Linked DNA regions of Sus scrofa: region 1 is linked to region 2. A link is a contact called in public HiChIP or PLAC-seq data. All regions are on one chromosome and are shown on one strand. The core of a region is the stretch at or near the end of the contact, and the rest is flanking DNA. Distances in the headings are between cores, read along the strand shown. Region 1 overlaps THADA (thyroid adenoma-associated protein). Region 2 overlaps THADA (thyroid adenoma-associated protein).

Evidence for each region. HiChIP or PLAC-seq counts read pairs in DNA pulled down with a chosen protein or histone mark.
Region 1: an H3K27ac HiChIP or PLAC-seq map of skeletal muscle shows a contact between it and region 2. The contact joins two enhancer-like sites. A contact is called at or near these places in 2 of 47 Hi-C or Micro-C datasets (retroperitoneal adipose tissue and subcutaneous adipose tissue) and 2 of 2 datasets of contacts at active chromatin or transcription factors (alveolar macrophages and skeletal muscle).

The regions. Positions count from the first base shown.
Region 1 is chr3:97,106,177-97,111,364 of Sscrofa11.1, forward strand. All of the region lies in intron 32 of THADA (thyroid adenoma-associated protein), which reads left to right. Among named protein-coding and RNA genes, the nearest start is that of ZFP36L2, 92 kb to the right of the region's middle. Within about 2 kb of position 2,610, at least 22 of the 83 cell types and tissues checked have an H3K27ac peak or open chromatin away from gene starts, as enhancers often do. A contact at or near this core is called in skeletal muscle, where this site is marked.
Region 2 is chr3:96,992,543-96,997,789 of Sscrofa11.1, forward strand. All of the region lies in intron 28 of THADA (thyroid adenoma-associated protein), which reads left to right. Among named protein-coding and RNA genes, the nearest start is that of THADA, 120 kb to the left of the region's middle. Within about 2 kb of position 3,914, at least 9 of the 83 cell types and tissues checked have an H3K27ac peak or open chromatin away from gene starts, as enhancers often do. A contact at or near this core is called in skeletal muscle, where this site is marked.

The sequences.
Region 1 (5,188 bases), core at 1,360-3,859, 110 kb after region 2:
GGCCTCGCTTAGCTTCCTGCGTCTTTGTGCTCACATTGAGCTGGCTCAGCCCTGGCACTTCGTCCTCCATGGTTAGGCTTCACGCTGACCCCAGGGGGGCTTGTGGGCATGTGAGCAGGTTTTATGTCCAGGGGCCAAGGGAGCTGCTTTGAGAGAGACCCCCCAAAGCCTCGTCGCCCTCCTCCCCCTCGGCTGTCAGTGATGCCCAGGCTTCCTCAGCCATTGGACTGGGCTGCAGGCCTCTGGAGGTAGCTTCTCACACACACTCAGGACCTTATTCCCTGCTTGAGCCGGAAGAGGCCCTCCCCGGTCCAGAGGCCCTGTGTTCCCAGGTGACCACAGGCAGGGCCACTTGGAGAGGCACTGGGTAAACGGAAAAGCCTCTAGGTGTGAACGCACCTCCCTGGGGTCGAGGGGAGGCAGGGTCACTCAAAGGTGGCAGGTCTGGGTTCTGGCCCCTGCTTAGTACTAACTAGTGATGTGTGGACCTTAAGTTCTTTGGGTCTCGGTTTTTATCCGTAAAGTTGGAAGCTCTAAAATGTGAAATAGATGAGGGTGGGGAAAGACACGGTGAGCAATGGGTGTGTGAGTTCAAAAGAGCTAAGCAAATAGAGGGAGTGTTTATTGTCAGATACTTGAGTCGGCCGTGCCGACGGGCCCCTAGGTTGGCCCTCACAGAAACAGCTATGCTTGGAGCCTTGCTCTCCACCAGACTGGCCCCCAGGACACAACACCAGAGCTTGCGGCTGCAAACCCAGATACTCTCCTTGATCGCCGTTGCGTCATACTTTTCATCCGATTGTGTTGGGAACACATAGACACAGTTTGTCTAGAAAACCTTGACTCCCTTCTTGGTTTTTGCCCTGATCTTGGGTAGGTCACCTGAGCGATGCCAGCTACTCTGTTGATTTCTAAAAATGGGAATAGTGGTGCCTGTTTTTCTTCTCTCTTAAGAATCTTACAAAGCAAGGATACTTTTTGAAAATAAAACTTTTATTACTACAATGGATCATTGCCAGGACTCATTTCCAAGTGCATGCGTTGCTGCACTCACATCAGCACAATTCTGTTGTCGGTGCCGTTGGAAGTTCTCACCTGTGATCTACATGCAGACCTCTCACGCAGCTTCTAGAAGTTTCCATTCACCTCACTTATGTACCCTTTTTAAAAGAATTCTAGGGAGGTGAGGTCTGAAAAGAAAGGAGACTTCTGTTAGCGTTTTATATAATAACTGAAGCTATATATCCGCCAAGCCCCAAACTGTACAATAAAAGTTTTCTTGGATACTACTTTTCTCCCATAATTCCTAGCACATTGCTTATTAAGTTATTAACCAGCAATTTCTCTGGCAGCATATTAAACTTTACTTTTAAACAAGTCACAGAGGGGGGGAAACATGCATCTCTCATAAAAGGAATAAAAAACATACACCCTCTAAAACAGTTTCTTCAGGCTTTGAACAAACCCCAAGCCCCACACAAGGTCTCTTTTTCCTCATTCTCTACACATAACTTGAGTGTTAGTACATCAATGAGAAAAAGATGCCTAATAGAAAGAGGGAAAAATATGAGGGCCTCTGGGGGTGTGGGAGGCTCCCTTGGGGGAGCCTCTGAAAAGGCAAGTGAGCCTTCAGGGAGGGAAAGGCAAAGCCTTGGTACTGAGCTTACAGACTTCCTCTAGAGCAGCGCACCCCCAGGGAAGCAGAGGCGGCTGTGGCCTCGACCTTGACCTAAGAAGGGCCTCAGGGCCTTGGGCAGACTGCCTGGACCTTTGCTGAGTGCCTACCCAGAACCCTGGTAAAGTGGTAAAGGCCCTTTGTCTTCACACACTCCATCCCCCGGGAACAAAAGCTGTCTTCCCAAGGGCGGCCCCAAGTGCTCTGTAGCGCGTGGCTGGGACGTTTGGTCCCTTTCTGGACAGACTCACAGCTCATGGTGTCTTGCTGTGTGCATGACGTCTTGGTAAGGACTCCCTGCAACCTGGTCAACCACCAGCGAAGGGCACGAAGATGGCTTCACTTTAAAAGGAAAATCCGAGCAGAGGGCTGCAGGGCAGCTTATACGTGTGGGTGTGAGTATAAACACTTGCAAAGCTCCAGACCAAGAAAGGCTGGATGGAAGTTGGAACATACCCTAAAAATGCAGCTCTGCCGGCACCCGCCTCCCCTCCCGCGGTGGCGGGCAAGGTAAACGAGCAGTCCCGGCTCGCCAGCCAGGCCCTGCATGCTGCTGCCAGCTGGCCTCGGGTGTAGATCTGGACTCTAGATGTTACCACGGGGGAAAATAACTTGTTTAAAAATATATATTCTGCAATTCATGACCGTTTGGCATCTCGGTTTAAACAGATCCCCTATTGTTTCTCTGAGAATGCCATATGATGGTTGCTTGGCTGGGGGCTGTGGTAAAAATGGAAATCAGAGGGGAGAGGGGGTTCTTTTTTATTTAATTTACACTTCCACATTTATATGACTTCATGTGGCCTGCATCAAAGGAGTACCTCCTGGCTCCTAACCACAGCAGCTCTTCCTTTTATAACCAAACATAAGGAGAGGCAGCGTCTGGTCGGCCGACCGCTCCTCTTGCAGAGTCTCCAACTGCCAGGGACGACAGAGGGGGCCCGCGGGAGCTCTGGGGGACCAGAGGAAGGTCAAGGCAGCAGCCCGTCAAGTCAGCTGTTCAGACTGTCCTCAGCGGCTCTTCTCTGATGGTTAGTCAGGGCCGGTTTCCTAGAGGGCAGGCTTTGAAGTGTGTTTTAAATACAGGACACTGTGTGGCTGGACATGTGTCAGGCAGGGGGGCCCCCCCGCCCCGCACTTATTATTCTTTTCTTCTCCCCACCCCAGCCCTGCCTCTCACCTGCCTTCTCTCCCATATTCCGCATCTTTGTTTCCTCTCTGCTTTTCTTCTGTCCAGCCTATTTCGGGGCTGGTGGCGGTCCCCAGGCTGATGCTTCATTAACTGACTGCTGACGCCATGGTGAGGGGCTGCCAGTGCTTCATACTCACTGCGCTGGAGAACAGAAGCCGCCTGAGTTGCAGTGAGCCCGTGGGAGCCCTGCTTAGAGGAGGAGCCCTTGGTGGGCTGTGCTGGGCCCAGCCCCTGCCAGGACCCAAGAGCCAAAGTCATCCTAAGCTGTCAAGCTTGTCTCCTGTACCTGTTTGAGTTTCTGGCCGGTGGCAGGCATGTTCCCACCGTTGTATCTTTGCTCCAGTGAACTCTCCTGCCTGGAGTTCCTTCTTTCCATGCACCATCAGTTCCTTCCCCATCTCCAGACCCCTCCTCCGTGATATTCGCTCAGATCGTTTTGTGAATGTCTTGGTTTTCTCCATGTATACCCCCAACACCGCCACACACACACACACACACACACGACCTAAGCTCTTCAAGGCCAGAACCTTGTCCCTTCCACTTCTCTTCCAAGGAGGATATCTCCCATGGTGCTTCGTAAAGCTTTCTAGATGAATAAAGTTAAGCCATGTGTCTAATCAGGATTCTGGGGAAGTAATTTTTCTGTAGGAACTGGAGTGACCTTAGACCCTGACTCTTGAAGTCCAGATAGGATCTCATGACTTAGAGACCTTAACACTCACTAACAGCGTCAAGCCAGAATGGTTGTCTTCAGCCCTCTGAAGATGGCAGTGGATTCTTCTGGAAGAGTTTCCTATGTCCAAAGTAAACCATCTGTTTCTCACACTAAGGAGCAGGACTCCCAGACTCCCAGGATGGCTTGGACTGATGGGGTCCCACTAGGGCTTCAACCCTTTGAAGCTTTTGGAGCTCTTAAAGGCCACTCCTAAGTGCCTCCATTTGGGGCGTGTCACCCATCCGCTGTCACTTCCTGCTGTCCCTCCTCTTCCACATCCCCTTTGCACTTCTTGTTATTATGCCATAGTCTTTGGACATGCTGCTTCCTCTGCTGGCAGTGTCTCCCAGGCTCCTCCTCATCCCCCAGCTCTGCTGAGGCACTTCCTGACTCACCTGGGCAGTTCCCCTTCCCCACCCTGAATTTGCACTCTGGCAACCCCTCTCTCTTTCTCTCTTTTTTTTTTTTTTCCTTTTAAGGGCCACACCTGAGGCATATGGAGGTTCCCAGGCTAGGGGTCGAATCAGAGCTACAGCTGCTGGCCTCCGCCACAGCCACAGCAACGCAGGATCCAAGCCATGTCTGTGACCTACACCACAGTTCACAGCAACACCAGATCCTTAACCCCCTGAGTGAGGCCAGGGATCGAACCTGCGTCTTCATGGATACTGGTCAGATTTCTTTCCACTGAGCCATGAAGGGAACTCCCTATCAACCCCTCTCTCAAGCACCCATTATAACATATGATTGGTTGTGTGTTTCTCTTGCTAAACTAGTGGATTTCAAGTTTTTTGACAGCCATTCACAAGAAGAAATACATTTTACAGATTACTTAATATGTATCTTTGTACTGAGTGTGGGTATGTATGTATACATACGCACCCACACCTATGAAATTTTGCATAGTTTGAAATTTTACTGTCTATATAAGAGATGAACAGTTTGCAAGAAATGCAACAGAGAGGGAATTTACTCAAGATTTAGCATATTTAATTTCAGGAACATTAGCTTTCAACATATTCACCATCATCTTGGATATTGGGCCTGACCCCATGGATATCCTTCAGTATAATAAAGGGTAACTTAGTACCTGGAAAAGAAAAAGACGTTAGACTGAATCAATAATATCTTTACCTCAAATTATTACATTTTATGAAATATTTATATCTTATGTCAAAGGTAATTGATTCAAAATTCATTCTCGGCAAGGATTTTATAGAAATTCCACAGATATTGGAGTTCCTGTCGTGGCGCGGTGGTTAACGAATCCGACTAAGAACCATGAGGTTGCAGGTTCAATCCCTGGCCTTGCTCAGTGGGTTGAGGATCTGGTGTTGCCGTGAGCTGCACGTATATGGCCCTAAAAGGCAAAAAAGAAAAAGAAAAAAGAAAATGTAAAAGAAAAAAGGCTGTTCGGGACTCTAAGTTCCTTGAGGGCAGTGACCACTGTCACTGAATCATTTCAGCTTTATGTTTCCATTCCCTGGCATGATTCCTGGCTCCCAGTGGCCTCTTAGTAAATGTTTTCTAAATGAATGGGCTTCAGTTAAAAAGCTCTGCAGCCCCTGGGATTCCGGAAGGGACAGGAGAAGTGAATAATTGATCA
Region 2 (5,247 bases), core at 2,664-5,163:
ATTTATTCTCTTAACCACTTTCATTTATAACATAAAGCAGTATTAATTATATTTATCATGTTGTACATTGTGTCCCTAGTATTTATCTCATAACTAGATGTTTGTACCTTTCAACCATCTTCCTCTAATTCTAACCACCTCCATCTCGGGAACCTCAAATCTGATCTCTTTTTCAATGAGTTTGTTTGTTTGCTTGTTTTTGAAGCACAACTGACCTATGACACTGTGTTAGTTCCTGTTACACAACATAGTGATGCAATATTTCTAAACAGTTCAAAATGATCATCATGATAACACACTGTCACCGTACAGGTTTTAAATGCTAACATCTCTACAATAATTAATGTGTAAAATGCACACACAAATACTGCATTTTCAGCATATGCAGCAGTCTTCCCCAGATAATTACTTGCCAGAGTAAAATCATTTCATAAACTTGAAAATAGATTAAAGCTTGGCTTGAAACTCTGGACTCCTTCTACACAGCTCATGGGGTCAAAGGTGGGACAGTCCTGGGGTCGCCTGGAGCCAGCGAGAGTGAGCGAGTACGGTCATGTTGCCTTTGTTGAGGCACAAACATCTAAAAGGTATGAAACCGCCCAAATTACATCTGAGCATCCTCAGGCCTTTGATTGCCTGAACTCTGTTGGAAGCTGAGTGGCCCAGGGCAGCTCAAGATCAGGCCAGAGAAGGAAGCCATGTCCCAGACCCCAGGGAAGAGACCGCCTCTCCAAATGATGTGCGGAGGGACCGTTTTGGAATCCATGGTACTGCTTGGCTGGCAGATTAGCAGAAGGAAAGTCCCCTCCAATATTTTCATTTTGCATTCGTCCAAGGCTCAAACCTATAATTAAATGTTCTGAACAAAGACCCTATTAATGCACACCATCCAGATTGATGACTAACAGCTCTTCCTTCCAGGTCCATAAGGAAATCTGTAACACTTAATGCAAAATAAAGACCCTAGTCAGGTTTTAGGGGGAGGGTGAAGTCAGGGAGTGAATGTAGTTAGGACTGAGTTTGCCTTTAAGAAGTCATTTTTTCAGTGCTGTGTAAAATGGACCGTTCAGTGTTTACCGTGTTTACTCAAGGATGTGTGATTTACGGAGTGATCTAAGATTTAGTGACAGTGATAGGGTTTTTTTAAACTTTAGGAACATAGTTGAGAAAAAGTCTCTTTTTAATTCTTTTTTTTTGTGGGCAGTGTAGACTTATATAAAAATGTTTAGGACAGACTTAAACACAGTCATGTTACTCACTGGCCAAAACTTCAAGTAGATTTCCAGGATTTGAGAAATCTGGTTGAAACTCATTAGCTTGCATTCAGGGCCTTCTGACGTCCAACCTGCTCCCTCCTCCAGGAGCATTTTGGTCCAGCTTCTTCCTTCGTCCCCAGGCAGGCCTTGCTCGTCTCTCTCTCCATGGTTTCCTGCCAGCCCCTTCTCCTCCACATACTTCCTCCTCCTTCAACCTCCCCCGCCTCTGGGAAAGGGGACCCTTAGCTGTCCTTCAAGCCCTGGAGCCACCAAGACTAATTTAAGACTGCTCTTTCTCTACATTTCCAAATCTGTCCACCTCCTGGTGCCTTCCATCCATGGAGCTAGGTTTCCCTGAGCATCCCTCTGCTTTGGCCTCCAGAGCAAGCTTGTGCCACTTTGTTAGCTCTTACCATGCCAGTCCTTCAATCATGCTTTAACTTCTGTCATATGTTTTAAGCTTGATGTTAAGTCCTTGAGGCTTAGAATTGAACCTTAATGTGCGCTGCCGGTGTCCTCCAGAGCACTTAGCATACTGCTCAGGACACGACTGTCCATTGCTTGATTGATTGGTGTATGTCTAGGCCCAGGATTGAGAATTAGCAGTCTATAAACACCGCAAGCTCTTTTTAGAACTGCTGGGTACCTTTGTACCAGGTTCATATTTTGGCTTGTCAGCTTGGTAGTAGAGATGTCAGGCCTAGATCTGTCCAGAAAAATCTGTTTTCCAAATCTCTCTCTCTCTTTTTTTTTTTTTTTTTTTTTTTTTTGGTCTTTTTAAGGTGGTACCTGCGGCACATGGAGGTTCCCAGGCTAGGGGTCGAATCGGAGCTGTAGCTGCCAGCCTACGCCACAGCCCCAGCAACTAGGGATCTGAGCCACGTCTGTGACCTGCACCACGGCTCATGGCAATGTTGGATCCTTAACCCACTGAGCAAGGCCAGGGACCAAACCTGTATCCTCATGGATGCTAGTCAGATTCGTTTCCACTGAACCATGACAGGCACTCGGTGTTTTCCACATCTTTACATGAACAGAATGGTGTTTCAGTCACACTCTGGAGCATTGTCAGCCAGGGACTGCCAACTCTTCCTTATGCTGACTAGCTGACTCAGGTGGACTGTTCCTCAGATCTCATTTCAGCTTTCTGGGGTACTTTTGTTCTTAATTAAAGGAAAGCTTATTTCTAAGACCATTCTTGAACCAAAGGCAAGTGAATATTCATTAAATGTTGACTTTCTTGACTTTAATTCACTTCAGTGGGTGACAGCTCAGGTGGGATTATGCCTTGACAGTGATCTGACAAGGCCCTTGTTCCTGGTAGTTATTGACTTTTCCAGTGTGAACCTTTTTGGTAGAGTAGGAGGCCAACATCCTGGTGTCTGAACCATATAAGGAACTGGCTTTCTTTTAATTTTGTGTTTTGAGTTTGAGGAAGATGGAGACTGTGCCAAGTTGGGACGTTTGAGCCTTCAGTGCTTAACTCATTTGATCTGAAAATTACTGGTAAAAGTACTACTTCTGCCAAGTGTAAAACCAAGTCTTAGAATATCGAATGCCCTGATATGACTGATGCAGCCCGCTTTAAGGCTTCTGAAAACTTAAGCCAGACTCTAGGAAGAGATTTTAATAGGCCGATGTGAACCCAATGCCCACAGTTGTCAAGGCTTCACACTTGTATAGTGCTTTTTGACACTCCTAAAATGAATGTTTATTCATTCGACAAATATTTTTTGAGCACCAGCTTGGAGCCAGACATTGTTCCAGGTCCGTGGAATACAGGGATGAACCATCACCAAGTGTTTCACTTCTCTGTTATTTTGAATTTTAACTTCTAACCTGCTTCCTCTTACTAGAATGTCAGCTCCTTGGGAGTGGATCTTTATCTCATTCACTGCTCCATCTCCAGCACCTGGAGCAGTGCCTGACATATAGCAGAAGCCCAGTAAATATTTATCAACATATTAGTGAAGTTCTACAGTGAAGGAAGTAAGAGTTGCTGCTGTAATGGTACATGGTGGATACATGGAATATGGGCTTAGAGGAATCAAGGAAGACACCTTAGAGCAAAAAAGATAATGGCTGAGCAAAAGGATATGCAGTATTTACCTGAGAAAGAGGAGGTGATATAGGAGGGGGCTGTTCCTGTTCAGAAGTCAGGAGTGATATGAGCCATCACAACACATGATTGCTATGCAGAGTGCAAGGGCCACGTGGCCTGAGATGAGGTCAGCCAACCTGAGGACACAGGAGCAAGGAAGTTATTTCAAGCACAGGTATAAAGGGATTAGATTTGTTTTAGTTTGATCAGTTTGACCACTGTGTAGAGAACACAATAAAGCTGGATTGGAAGTAAAAGTTTGAAGACCAGGGATGAGTTTGTTTGAATGGCTTTGTTTGTTAGGATAATATAGGCTAATGGTACCCAAACATTTGGACTTCATGAACCAGAAAAAAAAAATTAAATTTTGTGGATCACCATAATGGAGTTACTAACCTTTTCGTTTTGTTAAGTAAGGATGTTAAATGCACCACCTGTCAGAATCATTTCGTAAAACAAAGGACATTTTAATATACATGCCCACAAATACATACAGACCGCAGTCACAGGAGAATGTCAAATAAATGTTAGATGGTGAAATGGAATACATTTAGCTTGGCTTTCTCATTTTCCTCGTGAACGGTATACTGTGGTGTTCTGCTATTTATAAAGGTGATCCAGCCTAGGGAAGAAATGTTGGTGGTCTGAATTAGAATAGTGACAATGAAAGTTGAAAGAAATGAATAGAATTGAGAAATAGGAGGTCGAATCAGCAGAAATTGATGATTTCAAAGTACTTTCACATTTGATCCTAGTGGTAACCTGGTAAGGGAGTTAGGTTAGGTATAATTATCCCCGTTTAATAGATAGGAGACTGAGACTCAGAAGTTAAGTGACTTAACCTGAGTCGCATATCTGAGTAATAGCAGGATTGAAACCACCATTAAAATGGTGTGAAACTCTAGGTATGTGGCTCCCCTAACTTACCCTTTCTGATTTTTTTTTTTTTTTTTTGTCAAATTTCAGGGAAGAATGGAAAAGGAATCATGGGCTCCCTATGAGTCATGTGTTTTAGGGCAAAACATATGATATTGTCCATTCTTAGAATAAAACAATATTTTAGTGATGACTCTGATTCATCCTAATTTTGCAACATCATCTATTACCAATCCATGAACTTGAGTAACCCTATTTAAATCAGGCCAGAGGAGACGAAGAGGCTTCTTTGGCTGTATTTTCATTTTTATCCTGTCCCTTTGTCCTTTCTATAAATAAGCCTTGGCCACCCTATTTATGGATCTCTGTGGAGAGAGTGAGGCTTTGTGTGTATGTAAGGATATTTATCTCCTACCACCTGATTTGTTGGTTTGTCCCCCTTTTTCTTTCTTAGTGTACTTACAGGTTGAAGTTACTTGGTACTACATAAATTTTAGAAAGCATGGAGTAGGTTTTATGATGGACTGCCCCTTGTTGAATGGCAAATAAAGAAGTAGAAGTAAATACAAAGAACAAAATTGGACTTAAAGGAGGAAAAAATGAAGCAATCACAATTTGAATTAGACAAAAGGAAAAAATGTATTAGAAAATATTTGTGGGCAGTTCCTTCTAAATGGCTTTATAAACAACATTTTTGGTGTGTAGTCATAAAATCCTCTGACCTATGAAACACCAATTTAATGGAATTAATTAAAACTAAGACGGAATGCCAAAATTTACATGTGAAAATGATCAGTGACTGTTCCTTCAATTAGTTATTTTTATTCAGCCTTTGTATCAGTCATTCTCTGGGCTGCTTGTTTTCTGACAAATTTGGAAAACTACTAGAGTGACTGTAAATTATTTCCGTACAGACTCAACAGCTAGCCAGTGTTACTGTAATCACAAATAATTGTGAGAAATATGGTTTTTCTTTTCCAAGGATGAAATATACCTTTGTTGAAGCATCTGCAT